Regions from separate parts of the Mus musculus genome. Here all the other regions are linked to region 2. Evidence: chromatin contacts called from public HiChIP or PLAC-seq and promoter capture Hi-C data. All regions are on one chromosome and are shown on one strand. The core of a region is the stretch at or near the end of the contact, and the rest is flanking DNA. Distances in the headings are between cores, read along the strand shown.

The links. Promoter capture Hi-C pulls out the DNA fragments that hold promoters and counts their contacts. HiChIP or PLAC-seq counts read pairs in DNA pulled down with a chosen protein or histone mark.
Region 1: a contact with region 2 is called in a promoter capture Hi-C map of hippocampal neurons, with 2.6 times the contacts expected there. The contact joins the enhancer-like site here to the promoter of Rsad2 in region 2. A contact is called at or near these places in 7 of 39 promoter capture datasets (the 3T3-L1 cell line, embryonic stem cells, frontonasal cranial neural crest and 4 more).
Region 3: a contact with region 2 is called in an H3K4me3 HiChIP or PLAC-seq map of bone marrow-derived macrophages, with 3 times the contacts expected there. The contact joins the enhancer-like site here to the promoter of Rsad2 in region 2. A contact is called at or near these places in 5 of 39 promoter capture datasets (the HPC-7 cell line, hippocampal neurons, liver and 1 more), 1 of 484 Hi-C or Micro-C datasets (B cells) and 1 of 115 datasets of contacts at active chromatin or transcription factors (bone marrow-derived macrophages).
Region 4: a promoter capture Hi-C map of the HPC-7 cell line shows a contact between it and region 2, with 3 times the contacts expected there. The contact joins the enhancer-like site here to the promoter of Rsad2 in region 2. A contact is called at or near these places in 6 of 39 promoter capture datasets (the 3T3-L1 cell line, the HPC-7 cell line, hematopoietic stem and progenitor cells and 3 more) and 1 of 9 other capture datasets (liver).

What each region holds. Positions count from the first base shown.
Region 1 is chr12:27,501,370-27,504,974 of GRCm38.p6, reverse strand. No RefSeq gene overlaps it. Among named protein-coding and RNA genes, the nearest start is that of Gm4166, 95 kb to the left of the region's middle. Within about 2 kb of position 2,019, at least 35 of the 459 cell types and tissues checked have an H3K27ac peak or open chromatin away from gene starts, as enhancers often do. A contact at or near this core is called in hippocampal neurons, stem cell-derived epiblast-like cells and trophoblast stem cells, where this site is marked.
Region 2 is chr12:26,454,640-26,458,198 of GRCm38.p6, reverse strand. It overlaps Rsad2 (radical S-adenosyl methionine domain containing 2), which reads left to right and starts at 1,747. Exons shown (of 6, transcript NM_021384.4): 1 at 1,747-2,128. The coding sequence starts at 1,780.
Region 3 is chr12:25,201,672-25,205,695 of GRCm38.p6, reverse strand. All of the region lies in intron 6 of Gm36287 (a long non-coding RNA gene), which reads right to left. Among named protein-coding and RNA genes, the nearest start is that of Gm36441, 5.9 kb to the left of the region's middle. Within about 2 kb of position 1,820, at least 30 of the 459 cell types and tissues checked have an H3K27ac peak or open chromatin away from gene starts, as enhancers often do. A contact at or near this core is called in bone marrow-derived macrophages and neutrophils, where this site is marked.
Region 4 is chr12:25,292,959-25,296,571 of GRCm38.p6, reverse strand. No RefSeq gene overlaps it. Among named protein-coding and RNA genes, the nearest start is that of Gm46343, 9.0 kb to the left of the region's middle. Within about 2 kb of position 1,986, at least 27 of the 459 cell types and tissues checked have an H3K27ac peak or open chromatin away from gene starts, as enhancers often do. A contact at or near this core is called in the HPC-7 cell line, where this site is marked.

The DNA of each region.
Region 1 (3,605 bases), core at 770-3,269, 1.0 Mb before region 2:
GAGCCTTGGACTCAGCACTCCCCTATGAGAGCTGGAGAAAGCTAGCTGACTCCCAAATGTTCACCTTACGTTGTCTTGCCCTTCACTGCCAACCTGCAGGTGCCAGTATACCTAAATACTTCCATAAAATTCCATGTTTCAGATAGTTTTCTAACAACTTTAGCCACCTTTATGTCATTTCCACTGAGGGATAGGACAAATGTCATTACTTTTACTTCCTGGTGAGGATATCATGTAGTGAGGTCACACAAAGAACCTGTAGAAGTGGGATTTGAACCTGGGTTGGGTTTGTTTTGTTTTCTTTTGTTTTGTTTTTTCATGTACTAAAAAAAAACTAATGTCAGCTGTTTATATTCTAATCTGAACAAGAAGTTATTTTGAGATTTCTTAATATACATGTCCTCACATAATAAATAATTAGCGAGAGGGAGGATGAAAAACAGAGGGGAAGAAGAAACTGAAAAGTCTAAAAAGAAAAGAAAAAGAATAAATTTCAATAGTCTCTCAGACTGGATCAGAGTAACAACTTAGCTGACACCATTCCTGTGTCTTACAAACACATGTACACTGACAAAAGCCAATGTATTGCTGGCATATATTTTAATAGTAGGAAATACTAAAAACATACATGCACCTATCCTACCGGGTGCTTGAAGTCTGCCTGAAGAGTTCCCCATCTTTCCCACAGAGGGGCTTGTTCTAGATACAGTCTGCATAACAATTTCTGAATAATGGATAGATTTTTTACAGCCCTCAGCCCTCGTAGTACATACATTATTATTCATGTTTTCTACATTGATGTCTAATCTATTTTTTAATGACTTGCAGCCATATGCTGGTCTCAATCTGCATAAAAAATACTCCCAAAGGGAGTGACCCAGTCCAGATCTAGATCAGCATTCATTCTTTACAGGAGTCTCTCTGTTTTCTTTTTTTAAAAAAAAAGAAGTTGGCAAAAATTATAGATTACAGTTCTCTACTGAAAATGGAAGACTTACTTTTTCCAAGATTTGATTTTTCCTTTTCTTGTGTAACACTGAGGGTGTAACCCAAGTCTTTGTTCCTGCTAAGCAGCAACTATTCTGTGAACTATGTCATTCAGCTCTCCTTTTACTATTAAAGGGGGGGGGCATTTATTTTTATCTTACGTGTATGGGTGCTTTGGCTGCATATATGTCTGTGCACCACTGTGTGCCTGGTGCCTCCAGAGGCCAGAAAGCATCAGATCCCCTGGAACTACAGCTATAGGTAGTCATGAGCAATGGTACAGGGACTCAAACCTGGGTCACTCTGCAAGAGCAGCCAGCTCTCCTAACAGCTGAGCCTTCTACCCAGCCTGTCTTCTACTTTTTATTTTAAAGCAGGTCTTTGCTAAGTTGCAAAGGCTACCTTGAACTCCTGATCTTCCTTGAGATTCCCAGAGATCACAAACCTTGGGCCTGGCCCAGCTTGAACTCCTTATAAAAGTAGTAAGGGAACTCCTTTTGCAGTCAATTGTTTGAAGCAAACTTCATTCTGGAGGGGAGGGAAGTGTTTCTGCCCCTGAGCACATATACACCCTCTAAGAGTATCTCACCCTCCACTCCCACCCTGCAGGCTCCCTTGCCTGGCAAACTCCTAGAGCTTAAGGGCTGCAGTTTAAGGACTAAAGCTAGGCCCCACCCTGTGGTTTTTACAAAAGCCTGAGGGGGGGTGGGGGAGCCATCAGGAGTCCTGAATAAAGCCAACCTCCTGCAGTAATAGCTCTGAAGACCAGGGGGAGCCTAGTACGCCTGGAAGCCAAGAGATCCTCAGCCCTTCCCTCTTCTCAGCAGTTGAAGGAGGGACTGCCTGTCTTCTGGTTCCACCTTTGCCTGGACAGGTAGCTTGCTATAGGGGCTTCCAAAATCCTGCAGGCAAGAATGCAGAAAGCCAACAAGTGCAGTCTTTACACATCAGAGAGGCCTTCCTGGCCTGGTATCTTGGCAGATGTTTGTGGCTCCTTCCCCTTTAAGGGCCCAGATGTGGACGGCTGCTGACAGCAGTTCGAAACTCTATCCCCTGGAGGCCGGTTGTCGACACCACTGCTCTCTGCAAGCAGGCTCTGTGCTCCAGCTTAATTAGTGGTGTGTCATTGGGGTGGGCCAAATTTTCTACCCTGGCATTGGGGGAGGTGTAAAGTTGCAGCCACAATTGTCTGGAGATGATTCTTGGGTCCAGATTACGTGAGCCTGGGGCACAGAGGGAGGGAGGGAACAGCCTTCTGCTGGAGCAGGTTCATAAACAGGTGAAGTTGAAGCAAGGGAGAGCTGCTCCTCGACCATTTTTCAGTGAAGCTTGTTCTTTTATGATTCTCTGTCAGGCTTGATTCTGCAGCAGGATTTTACTCCTGTTTCCTCTCCATTTGCATATTTCCTAGGAGACAGACTCCCATCTAATCATGGATTAGGATTTGGAAAATCAGTATATTTTATGCTTTTAGAATGTCATTTTCTCTGTGAAAATTGAAGGTGCATCACTTGTGTGTGCTGTAAGAACTGCTGTGTTTTTTTTTTTTCTAGTGCTGTGTAAATGTAAAGATGTCATTCACACTGGAATTACAAAGTTACCTAACAGGTAGTGGATTCTAAAGTCTACAATACATGAATACTTTCTCAGAATGCATCTCTCAATATGTGACATAATGTGTGGGGGGTTTTCTCAGTAGCTCTGCATCTGCATTCCATTGAGCAGGAAAGATTAAGTGATCATACGACGCACGCGCGCGCACACACACACACACACACTTGCTTATTTGTTAGAGTAAAATCACTTAGTATCAGGCAACCTATTCATATTCTGAACCTAAAAGTTCTAATCTTATCATAGTACAATTTAAATATATTTGCATTTGTATACATAAAATAGAAAATGTATTTTTAGGTAAATGCCTTAAATGTACTTGTCCACCATTGTATATGTGTCTATGTAATACATATACATGCTCAGGTGTCCAGGTTACCCTCCTCTACCTGTGTGTGTGTGTGTGTGTGTGTGTGTGTGTGTGTGTGTGTGTGTGTGTGTGCGCGCGCACGCAGTGCCAACATGCATATGTGCACATATATACTGAGGCCAGAATCTCTTCCACAACTGCTCTCTACTTTACATGGTTTTGATTCAAGAGAACCTGGAGCTCACTGATTCAATGAAGCTGGCTGACCATTGAGCTTCAGGGCTCTGCCTCCCTAGCACTGGGATTACAGATGGGTGCCACTGTATATGGATACTTGGTAAGGAATTAAGATCATCATGTTTGCTTGTCAGATACTTTAAGGATTGAGCTATCTCCCTAGCCCTCAAGGACATTTTATGTAGAAAATAAAAAAATAAAATAAAATAAAAATTACAACCACTGCTGGCACCATCCAGAGAGAGAAGGGGACTCAAGATGTGTATCAATAATATTTAGCAGATGGGATTCTGCCAGGTTCCTAGTGCTATCGATCCAAGAGACCCTGGCTCACTAACAGAGCTTTTCTCTGTCCACTTAGAACAGTAGTCCACAGGTAGAATTACCCATCTCAATTGCAATATAAATAAGCTAAGTATAGATAAAAATAATTGTCCATCACAGAAAAAAAAAAGTG
Region 2 (3,559 bases), core at 498-2,997:
GGAGAATGGGAAACAGAGTATTCATCCGATGTTAAATAGACAAACTTCTATTTGTAGAGGCTTTACAGGTGACTAAAGGATAGAGATAGAATTTCAAAGCCTGATGTTGGTTCTTAATGTGCCTCAAACAGCACTTACCAACTCTTGCAGGCTTGCAGTCGTTAGCCATGGCATTGTCTGGACCTTCCTTCACTTAGGCTGTGAGAAGAGTATGCAAGCACTCTCTCTTCTTCCCCAGACACTGGAAGAACTAGAAACAACACAAAGGAAGTAGCTTGAGAACACAGAGCTCCCAACGAAAGATGTCAGAGGGACATCAAAAGAGGAGAGGTCCAGGAACTGAGCCAAGCAAGTTAGATGTGTTGCCCCAAGGAACCTTATTACTGAAACACAGGAGCTTGCCTAGAGGTAAGGCACCAGCCACGTGCTGCAGACAGAGTGTGACTCTCAGGATTGTAGCATTGTACCATACTGGCAAAACTTTAAATGGAGGAGTTTGAGAAATATTTACTCCATATGTCCTTTAATAACATTAAAAAAAGAACCAATTATTAAGGAATCAAGTTTTAAAATGGCTATGCTCACAATCATCCATTGGACGGAGCACAGGGTACCCAATGAAGGCGCTAGAGAAAGTACCCAAGGAGCTGAAGAGGTTTGCAGCCCCATAGTAGGAACATCAATATGAACCAACCAGTACCCCCAGAGCTCCCAGGGACTAAACCACCAATAAAAGAAAACACATGGTGAGACTTGTGGCTCTAGCTGTATATGTAGCAGAGGATGGCCTAGTCAGTCATCAATGGGAGGAGAGGCCCTTGGTCCTATGATGGTGCTATGCCCCAGTATAGGGGAATGTCAGGGCCAGGAATGGGAGTGGGTAGGTTGTGGAGCAGAGGGAGGAGGAGGGGATGGGTGATTTTCGGAGGGGAAACTAGGAAAGGGGATAACATTTGAAATGTAAATAAAGAAAATATCTAATAAAATATATGTTAAAAAGTAGCTTAAAAAAGAATATAAAGTTGGGTGGGTAGGGAGGTGGAGAGCATCTGGAAGGAATGGAAAAGAAGAAAACATGAGAATATATTGTATTATTGTATTATTATATTGTATTCAATAAAAAGGTTTTAAAAACATAAAATGACTAAATTTACTTTGCCAAATTTCTCTGTTGTGTTTGCCTGGAATATACCAGTCTTGAGTCCTTTTGAGAATGTTGCCAGGCACTGTCAAGGTCAACATACAACTGACTTGCTACATACCAAGCTATAAACATACCAAGTTACAAAACTCTAGGGTTTTGGTGAGTTTGTTTTGTTTTGTTTGTTTGTTTGGGGGTGGGTGGGCGGGGAAAGAGCAGAATATTTAAAAATTGTTGAGTGTGCATAGATAATCGTTGTAAGAGGCTTAATGCAAATATTTTGTTTGTTTGTTAAAATAACAGCCTGCAAGGATGCAGCTATATGTCTGTCTGTAAGAAACTTGTTTCAGAAACTCGTGGCTGCTGGAATTCTTGCAGCGTCATCAGGACAGATGTTTACAGGGGTTATAGGGGCAGCCGGAAGCCAAGGAAAGGCAGTGAGTTGGCCTGCGCGTCCTAAGGTTCAGTCTTGGCTCTGGTCCAACTTTCATTTTCAGAAAACAGAAACTCTGTTTAACTGAGTCAAGGGAGGTGTTTCCCTCCTCCTTGTGACACAGTGATCAAATGCTTGGGGGCGTGGCTAGCTGGGCCACAGTTTATAAGCCCTTACAGGCAGCAGCAGGTGTGTGCCTATCACCATGGGGATGCTGGTGCCCACTGCTCTAGCTGCTCGGCTGCTGAGCCTGTTCCAGCAGCAGCTGGGTTCCCTCTGGAGTGGCCTGGCCATCCTGTTCTGCTGGCTGAGAATAGCATTAGGGTGGCTAGATCCCGGGAAGGAACAGCCACAGGTCCGGGGTGAGCCGGAGGACACCCAGGAGACCCAGGAAGATGGGAACAGCACTCAGCCCACAACCCCCGTGAGTGTCAACTACCACTTCACTCGTCAGTGCAACTACAAATGTGGCTTCTGCTTCCACACAGCCAAGACATCCTTCGTGCTGCCCCTGGAGGAGGCCAAGCGAGGACTGCTTCTGCTCAAACAGGCTGGTAAGTTCCTGGACCAGACAGAAGCCAGGATGGTCCAGGACAGTTGTGCATAGGATAGGCATGGGAAGGGCTCCATGAAAATTTGCCACACCAGGGAACAGGCAGATTTGCATGAATGAGAAAGGAGCACCAGGGAGCCAGGAAGGACCTCCAGGCTGGGAGTTGGCCTGGCCAGGACCATGGAACTCACTCTTGTTGGCAGAGGTGTGTGGTCAGTGACCCCTATTCATCCTTGTGTTTGGAACAGAGTTCTCCCAGAGAAATCTGATTTCCAGAAACACTAAGTGAGGAAGGGGTGGGTGTGTGGAGACCCAAGTCCTCTATGTAAACAACCTGGCAGAAGTTTCACCCTGTTCCATCTGTATTCATTGATGGAAACTTCTCTCTCTCTTTAAAAAACAATCTGTGTGTACACATGATGTGTGTGTGTGTGTGTGTGTGTGTGTGTGTGTGTGTGTGTGTGTGTGTGTGTGTGAGAGAGTTTGTGTATTCATGTGTATGTGTCTCAGTCTGCTGCTGGGTACAGCAAGTCTATGAGCATCATAGGACAATTTCAGGTGTTAGTTCAGTCTTAGCCTTGTCAAATCCTGTTTGAGACAGGATTTACCTTTGGTTCGCTGCTAATGTACAATATTGATTAGCATTCAATCCTTGCAGATTGTCCTGTCTTTCCTCCCATCTGGAAGGAGGAGGGCCAGCAGTACAAACTCCCACTACCATGTTTCAGGTTCACTTGGGTGTTGGGGATCTAAACACACATTCTCAGAGCTGTCCAGCCTGTGTATTACACACTGAGCCACCTCTCCAGCCCCATGGGAGCCTTAAAATATTTTCGACAGGTGTGTTATGGGATTTTCTTCCCAAGACTTGCTGTCGTACTCTATCAACCAGTCTCAGGTATGCATTAAGCAGTGAAGTTCAAATACAGCATCTTCTCCTCTGAACCTCCCCTTCCTCCTTCCCTCCCTTCCGCCCTTCTACTCTTTCCAGAACACCTGCTCACCTAGAGACTACCTTATCTTTCTGGCTACCCTTTAACTGAAGCACAGCAGATGTGTCTAGGCGGCAAGCATGCTAGCTGCACTTCCAGCTGACTCACTCAGCCAAGAATTCTCCCTGGAGCACAGCTGGGAAAGAGAAAAGTCATTGGCCAGTGCTCCAGGTACACTCTGGCCTCCAGTCACCACACTGACCACATGGGAACTCCCAAGCAGTTTCTGATGCTCACGTCAGACTCGCCTGATTCTGTGCTGTGATAATGGAATCATACAGTACATAGGACCACTCAGCAGGATCTGCCTCACTCAGCTCGAGTCTATCCTGGCTCATTACCCACAGTAAAGACTGTAAGCTTTGTTATCTCACTGGACCTACATCAAGGTCTGGTCGTTTTTCACCAGGAGTTTAGTAATGTAGCCAGTCTTTACTTTC
Region 3 (4,024 bases), core at 571-3,070, 1.3 Mb after region 2:
AGCCCAAAAGCTTGGAATACCCACAATTCAATTCACAGACCATATGAAGCCCAAGAAGGAAGACCAAAGTGTGAATGTTTCTGTGCTTCTTAGAAGGGAGAATAAAATACTCACAGGAGGAAATATGAAGACAAAGTGTGGAGCAGAGACTGAAGGAAAGGCCATCCAGAGACTGGTCCACCTGGGAATCCATCCCATATGCAGTCCAAACCCAGACACTATTGTCCAGGAAGTGCTTTCTGAAGGGAGCCTGATATGGCTATCTCCTGAGAGGCTCTGCCAGAACCAACCATTGGACTGAGCTCAGGGGTTCCCGATGGAGGCATTGGAGAAGGGACTGGAGGAGCTGAGGAGGTTTGCAGCCCCATGGAGGGAGCAACAGTGTCAACTGGTCAGACACCCCCACCAGAGCTCCTGGGGACTGAACCACCAACCAAAGAGTACACATGGAGGGACCCATGCCTCCAGCCACATATGTGGCAGAGGATGCCTTTGTTGGACATCAGTGGGAGGAGAGGCCCTTGGCCTGAGGGTGTTTGATGCCCCAATGTAGGGGAATGCCAGGGCGGGAAGACAGGAGTGTGTGGGTGGTTGGGGGAGCACCCTCATAGAAGCGGGGGAGGGGGGAGGGGATATGGGGTTTCTGAAGGGGAGACCTGAAAAAGGGAAAGCATTTGAAATATAAATAAAGAAAATATCCGATACAGAAAAATTAAAAATAGAAAAGACAGAGCAGGAGGAACCCGGCTCCACACGCTGCCTTCAGCTGGGCATGTGAGAAAGTGTGCTTTCTCCAAGCGCTCAATCCTGCTCTCCTTCCATGGGACTAAGAGACTACCCGTGTTACTGCTTGAATCTGAGATGGGCTTCACAGGCTAGTGTTTTGAATGCTTATTACCTAGTGAGGAGCAAAATGTGGGAAGTGCATAGAGCCTTTCCTGGGGTAGGTCACAAATGGAAGGTTACAATGTTTCCTACACTCAGTTCAAGCCAGAAGTCTCTGTGTCCTATCTATCACATGAACACACTGCCGATCATGATACTGTGAGCTAGAATAAACTCTGACTCCCTTAAGGCATTTTGTTACACTGATTGGAAAAATGACAAGTACAACCATTCAGTGTGAAAAATGTCTCCCCTAGAGTAACATCCATGTATGCACACACACACACACACACACACACACACACACACATACGGCAGTTCAATGACAAGGTTCCTGTATCCAGTTTGATTTTGGGGGGGGGGGGGTTGTGGTCAGGGTGTGAGTGTATAATGATGCATACATACATATTAGTTTACACATGTGATAATATATCTGTGCATATATGTATGTAGAGGCCACGAGTTTGTATCCGGTACCTTTCTTCTTTATTCTCCACTTTATTTACTGAGGCAGCATCTCTTGCTGAACCTGGAGCTTGTCAACTTGTCTAGTCTAGCTCGGTCTCTTGTCCCAGAAACCCTTGCCTCCACCTCCCATGTTCTCCCATAGCGGCTCTCCATGCTTGTATGTGGGTAATAGGGAATCACTAAGCCACCCCCAACCCCTCTTATGCTCAGTTTTAAGTAACTGCATCCATACAAGCATATTAGGCCTGGGCTTCACGCTTCTCTCCCCACTGCAGCATATCATCTGTCACCTCTTAAGTCCCTGTAGATGTTGAATTGATTTGACTGTCAAAGCCTGAAACAGGAGAGTATGTGGGCAAACTTTCATCCCAATGACAGGTCCTTTGCCTGAACACAGGTTAGATGATTGGACACTCATCCACTTCTGTAGTTTCACCCGAGTTGGCAGCGTATGCGCTGGCTGTGACTCAGCAGTCCACCCGTAACAAACAGGACCCTGTTCTCAGGCACTTCTTCCTCTCAGTGGTATCTATATCTCCCTACTATGACTTCCCACTCAAGAATGACAAGAGTTCCCATGAATAATCATGAAATCGAGGGAAATAGTTGATATTTAGCTCTGCCAGAGGGGAAGCTCAGTGCTTAGGGGAAACCATCCTTCAGTCGGAGGGCCGATAACTCCTTAGCCGGAGGCAGGCTGAATTAGCTGTACTTGGTGGTTAGTGACAAGAGCTGGAGAACAGCTTGTCAGGTCCAAAGTCACTTCGCTTGCATGAGGATGCACAGATGCTGAGCCTGCGCAGAGGGACACTGTTATTGCCTCATCAAGCTTTGGGCTTTGAGGACTTGTGGTTGATCAAGTATAGAGCCAGGAGATTCCCACACCCTTCCTGCTCCTCTTTCCTTTCTCTGAGCTTACAGTTACCTTCAAACCATGGTTCAGTCATCTGGATGGGGCCATGTGAACAGTGCTCTAAATGCCCCCACTAAGATACTGTCTCACTGGGGTTGTATCCCCAACTCTGGCAATGGGTGCTCACCTCCATACCTTTAGCTATGGGTCAGTAGAGAGGCTTAAAATGTTAGTCTCCCAAAGCTTTCATTCAAAGTCCCTTCATCCTCACACCCACCCCTTGCCTCTGGCCCATGGCCCACTGCCAGAAGGAAGGGTCTCAGTGCCCATGAGCATCCTACCTAGAAGCCAGACCACATGCCACACCCCTTTCCACACTCGTCCTCACATGTGATCTGTCATGGCCTGGAGAGTCTGTTATCCTCATTGGCATCAATGAATTACCTCTGGCTTTCTGCAGGGGCCTCAGTGTGCTCTGTCCTCTGGCCCTCACTATGCTCCTCCTCTTTGCCTCCAGATCCAACCTCCAAATGTCTCTCTACATACACTTTCCAGAAGCACATTTACTGCTTACTTTGTACAGCAAGCTTGAGGCATCTGTTTCATGCCAACTATATACTGTCATGTGTCCCCTCTGCCCTGCAGGACAATGACCAGGAGCCTTACCATAGGCCTCTGAGTGCCATACTTGGACCAGACACCAGCTCCTTTACCACACACCCACTCACCATTTAATGCTACCTGCATATACATGTTCTCTCTCTCTCTCTCTCTCTCTCTCTCTCTCTCTCTCTCTCTGTGTGTGTGTGTGTGTGTGTGTGTGTGTGTGTGTGTGTGTGTGTGTGTGTGCACGCACGTGCATACATGGATGTTACCCTAGGGAAGACATTTTTCACACTGATGGTTGTGGGGGTGGGAGAGCTCATTGTTTCTGCCTTTCTGTTTGCTACCAATTGCTCCAGTCTTCAATGTCTATATCTTTATCCTTCTTCTAGGAAAGCGATTGATGAGGAGACTTCTAAGACAAGTCACTACATGTCTTTCAAGGCTCAGTTTGCTTCTGGGGGCTATAAGGTCTCAATGAAAAAAAATATGCGTTACGTTCTTGGGACACCTGGCCTGTGCAAAGAGTTTGTTAAAGATTTGCTGCTTTTCTCAAAAAGAAAAAAGAATAGCCAGGGATATCAGCTAGAAGAATGGCTCAATGGTTAAGAGCACTTGTTGCTCTTACATGGACCTAGATTTGATGCCCAGACCTCACATGGTAGCTTGCAATCATCTGTAACTCCACTTCCAGGGATATGATGCTCTCTCCTGAACTCTGCAGACACTGGGAATGTACAAGGAGCATAGGCATGTATGCAGGCAAAGCACTCATGCATATTAAATAAAATTAAATTACAATTTTAAATAATAGTCATGGATATGTCATGTAAAGATGTACTCTAGGTTGGGGGGAGGGGGATGAAGGCAAGAACTTTGGATGGGCTGAGTAGGAACAGGAGGAGAGCACCAAAGAACCTTAGGAGGAGCCATCTCCATGAGCAAATTATTCTGCAAAGTCTCACTGAGACTAAGTCACCTTCTGATATTCAGGGAATTTCCATAGCAAGTACACCAGAAACAGTAATAAACCCCTTAGACCTATGTGTTCAGCACAGTACCAAAATCAAGCTGCCTCAAAATGAGGAGGAATAAGATAGTGGTTTTCCTTTCCCATGACTCCATCACTGAAATCTGTACCCTAGAACAGCAAGCCTGAGGAGGGGGTGCCCTGCAGACACAGCACCTACTGAGATACTTCCAGCACTGAGTCAT
Region 4 (3,613 bases), core at 737-3,236, 1.2 Mb after region 2:
AAAGAGAAACTTCAGGAGGCTCCAATCCTCCACAAAGAACTCCAGACAACCAAGACATGCTAAGATCAGGAGAAATCGTCTTCCCCAGGGAAGAACATACCAGTTGGGTATCTAATACCAAGTGGTCAGTCCTAAAAACATGAAAATACAAGTAGCATTATACAGGCTTAGCAGGTTGTTACATATTCGTAACAGCAAGTAAAGCAAAAGAGGCCATGAGCATGAAAGAGAGCAAGGAGGGTACATGTGAGGACTTGGAAGGAGGGCAGGGAAGTGGGAAATGATGTCATTAATTGAAAAAGAGAGAGATCAAATAAAACTTTAACGCTGGGCCAGCAAGATGAGATGTTTCAGCCTGCAAAGATGCTTGCCATATAAGCCTAGAAACCTGAGTTTGGTCCCCAGGAGCCCATGAAGGTAGAAGGAGAGAACTGATTCTGTCCTCTGACCTCCATGAATGCCCCCATGGCACTCTTGCCCACAAACCGACATCGTCCATCCTTAGTATGGTGTGTACAGACACACACCATACTAATACTAACCTTACTTAAATTCAAGCTTACTCAAAACCACACTTGGCAGTCATTGGTTCTTCAACTTGGGGAACACAGAATTGAGCAAATGTTTGTGAAAATAAGGGTTTTCTTCCCACAAAGAGGGGAACTGCAAATGGGCAGGTTCCTGTGTGAGCACGCTTCTTTGCACAGACTGTTTCTGTCATCCTTGTAGCCCCTTCCAAATATACCTTATTCTCATTAGCTGTTAAGAAAACAGAGACCAAAGAATTTGAAATTTAATTTAAAATACCAAGCTTAAAAAACAAAAATAGCCTGATTATAAACCACACACAGGCTTGGGAGATGGCTTAGTGGGTAAGCCCTAGGTATACAAGCACAAAGAATGGAGATTAGATATCCATCACCTACATAAATGTCAGGTGTGTGACGGCCTGCCTGTAACCCCAGCTTTAGAAGGGGATCCTCAGAGCAAGGTGACTAAGACTAGCCAGGAGGTGAGCTCTGGGTTGGATTGAGTGATCCCACCACAATGAATAAGGTGGAAGAGTTATAAAGGATGAGTCCCAAGGTCAACCTCCACATGCATGTGTACATACCTGTATATGTACCTGCACACACAACAGACACACACTGATGAAAATGGGAAACAAACCCAAATACTTTCTTAATCCAAAACCCACATCCATCTTTGGCTTGGCATATACCAAATAATTTTTTTATCATCGGAATTATTTGTTATTCTTATTGGCCCACCTATACCTAGGAAAACCTGAAACAGCCACACCCACAAATACTCAGACACCAGATACCCAGCAAGTGTTCTCAGAGGCAGTGAGGGGGCTATGATTCTTATGAAACAAAACAAAACAAAACAAAACAAAACAAAACAAAACAAAACAAAACAAAACAAAACAAAACAAAACAGTGAGTCCAAGAAAAACTCAAGACCCCAGCTCCTACAGCAGGGCCATCTATAGCAGGATTAAAACCCTCATGCCAGAATCAACAACCACCCACAAGATTGCTCAGGGCTAGGACAATGACATGAGCAAGATGGAACTTAAGGAGAAACTGACAAGACTAAGACATAATGCAGAAAAACCCAAGGGGAAGAAACTGCCAGCCTTTCTGTCAGAACTAACACAGTTCGCCATTTACTTCTTTGGTAACCCAGTGTTATGATCCAGGGTTTTCAATCAGTGTGGTTCCCAGGCCCCTGTGGCCTTTGTGTCCATTCTAGATATCATGACAGCAGTGACATTAGTAACAATGGGCAATGCTGGACTTCATAGCTACTTGTGTTTATGTTTCTGTTCTTTTTCTCCCTTTCCAGTTAAGATATGACAAGGAGCGTTCACATGTTCTTCCTTTTGCCTTGAACTCCAGCATGTGAATCTACCCTCCACCCCATATCATTTTGCTATTGCAGAAAAGAGACCGGAAATGGAGCCTTGAGAGCATTAGATGCATTAGTGACTTCACAGCTTCCTGTGGGTTAACCCTTTCCATCCTTACTCAGCACACAGCTGTTAACTACAGCACACTTTGCAAATGGCCCTGGCTTTTCAGAGACACTGTGATTTTTTTTTAAATGACCTTAACAATGTTGAAATGACCTTGTTAGCCTCACAAGATCTCCTGCATGTAGCAGTGAACAACCCAGACATGAAACTTGTTCTTTATTAACAGGGACATTAATAATTACTTTGACAACAGTAGAGAGGCTGGAAGGCTAGAGGCCTGGTACAGGACAATGAAAACCAGACTAGAGTCATTTGCATTTAAAAGGTTGCAAGAGCAATTAGTACCTCATTAATATGACATAAATGCAAATTTACACAGCTCCCTCTCGACCTCCAATTCTTTCCACCCAACTAAGAAAAGCAGCATATTAGTAAATACCACTAAGATGCCCGTGCAGGACAGACAGGGAACAATTCCACTGTCCAGCCTCTTTGAAGAGGTCTAGATAAGAGTCTTCACTCAGAGCTTGAGTGGCCACTTAACCGAGACTGGGCAGTGCTGTCAGATGAAAGGGACTATGGGAATTCCACAATCACAGCAGGCTGTGTTCAGTGAGGAGCCTGGCTGACTGTTGCTCATGACAGGGGGTGACAGAACACAGAGACACCAAGGTGGCCCCCAGAAGGGCTGCTTCCATGCTGAGAGGGCAGAGGCAGGCAGGGAACTGCACAGCTGAGGGTTTTTGCCATTGAAAACCCATAGCTGCTGATCAAAGCAATCACCTTAAATAATTGATTTTCTTACACCAGTATGAAGAAAGAAAAAAGAAACTGTGAACAGTGGAAGATATAATCACACCACTAGGAATGAGAGGTGCTTGGAGAGATGAGGGCTGAATGCCCAGGGGTGTGATTAGGGTACCCTACATCAAAGGACAGTGTCCTAAAATAGCTCGCCCTGAAAAACGCTTCACACAATCCGTTGTAAATGGCACCACTGATAAGAATACTTCAGAAGAGCGTCTTTCTGCCTCTTATATTTATCACTAGCCCCTCAGGGATGGGGGTGAGGGTGGGGGTAAGGGGACAAAATAGCAGGAGTATGGGATAACTGGAGACAGAGTGACTTCCCGTAGGTACAATATACAACTACTATGGTTACCTGTTAAAATTTGGTAAGCACACACACACAATGCACTCACAAACACAAACCTAACACACACATACAAATGTGCTTGCAAACAAACACGCAAATACATTCATACATAGTTACAAATCTACAAAATACAATAAAAAGCACACACACAGAGAAATATACATACATACATACATACATACATACATACATACATACATACATACATATATACATATATATACACTCTCACATGCAAACACATACTCACAAACATATAAATATACAGAACCTGTAATAAAATATGCCCCTTTCGACAGTCCTGGGTATTCCCCATCATGTCAGTGTGGTAAGGTTTTATGGCACACAGTCTAGATATATGGGAGCAACAGGCTCTGAGCCCAGACCCTATGAAGTATCTCTTCAATTGCATGGTGATCCACAAAGGAAATGAAACCCAAACAACATCGAAGGGAATGTTGAGCCCTTGTATGTTC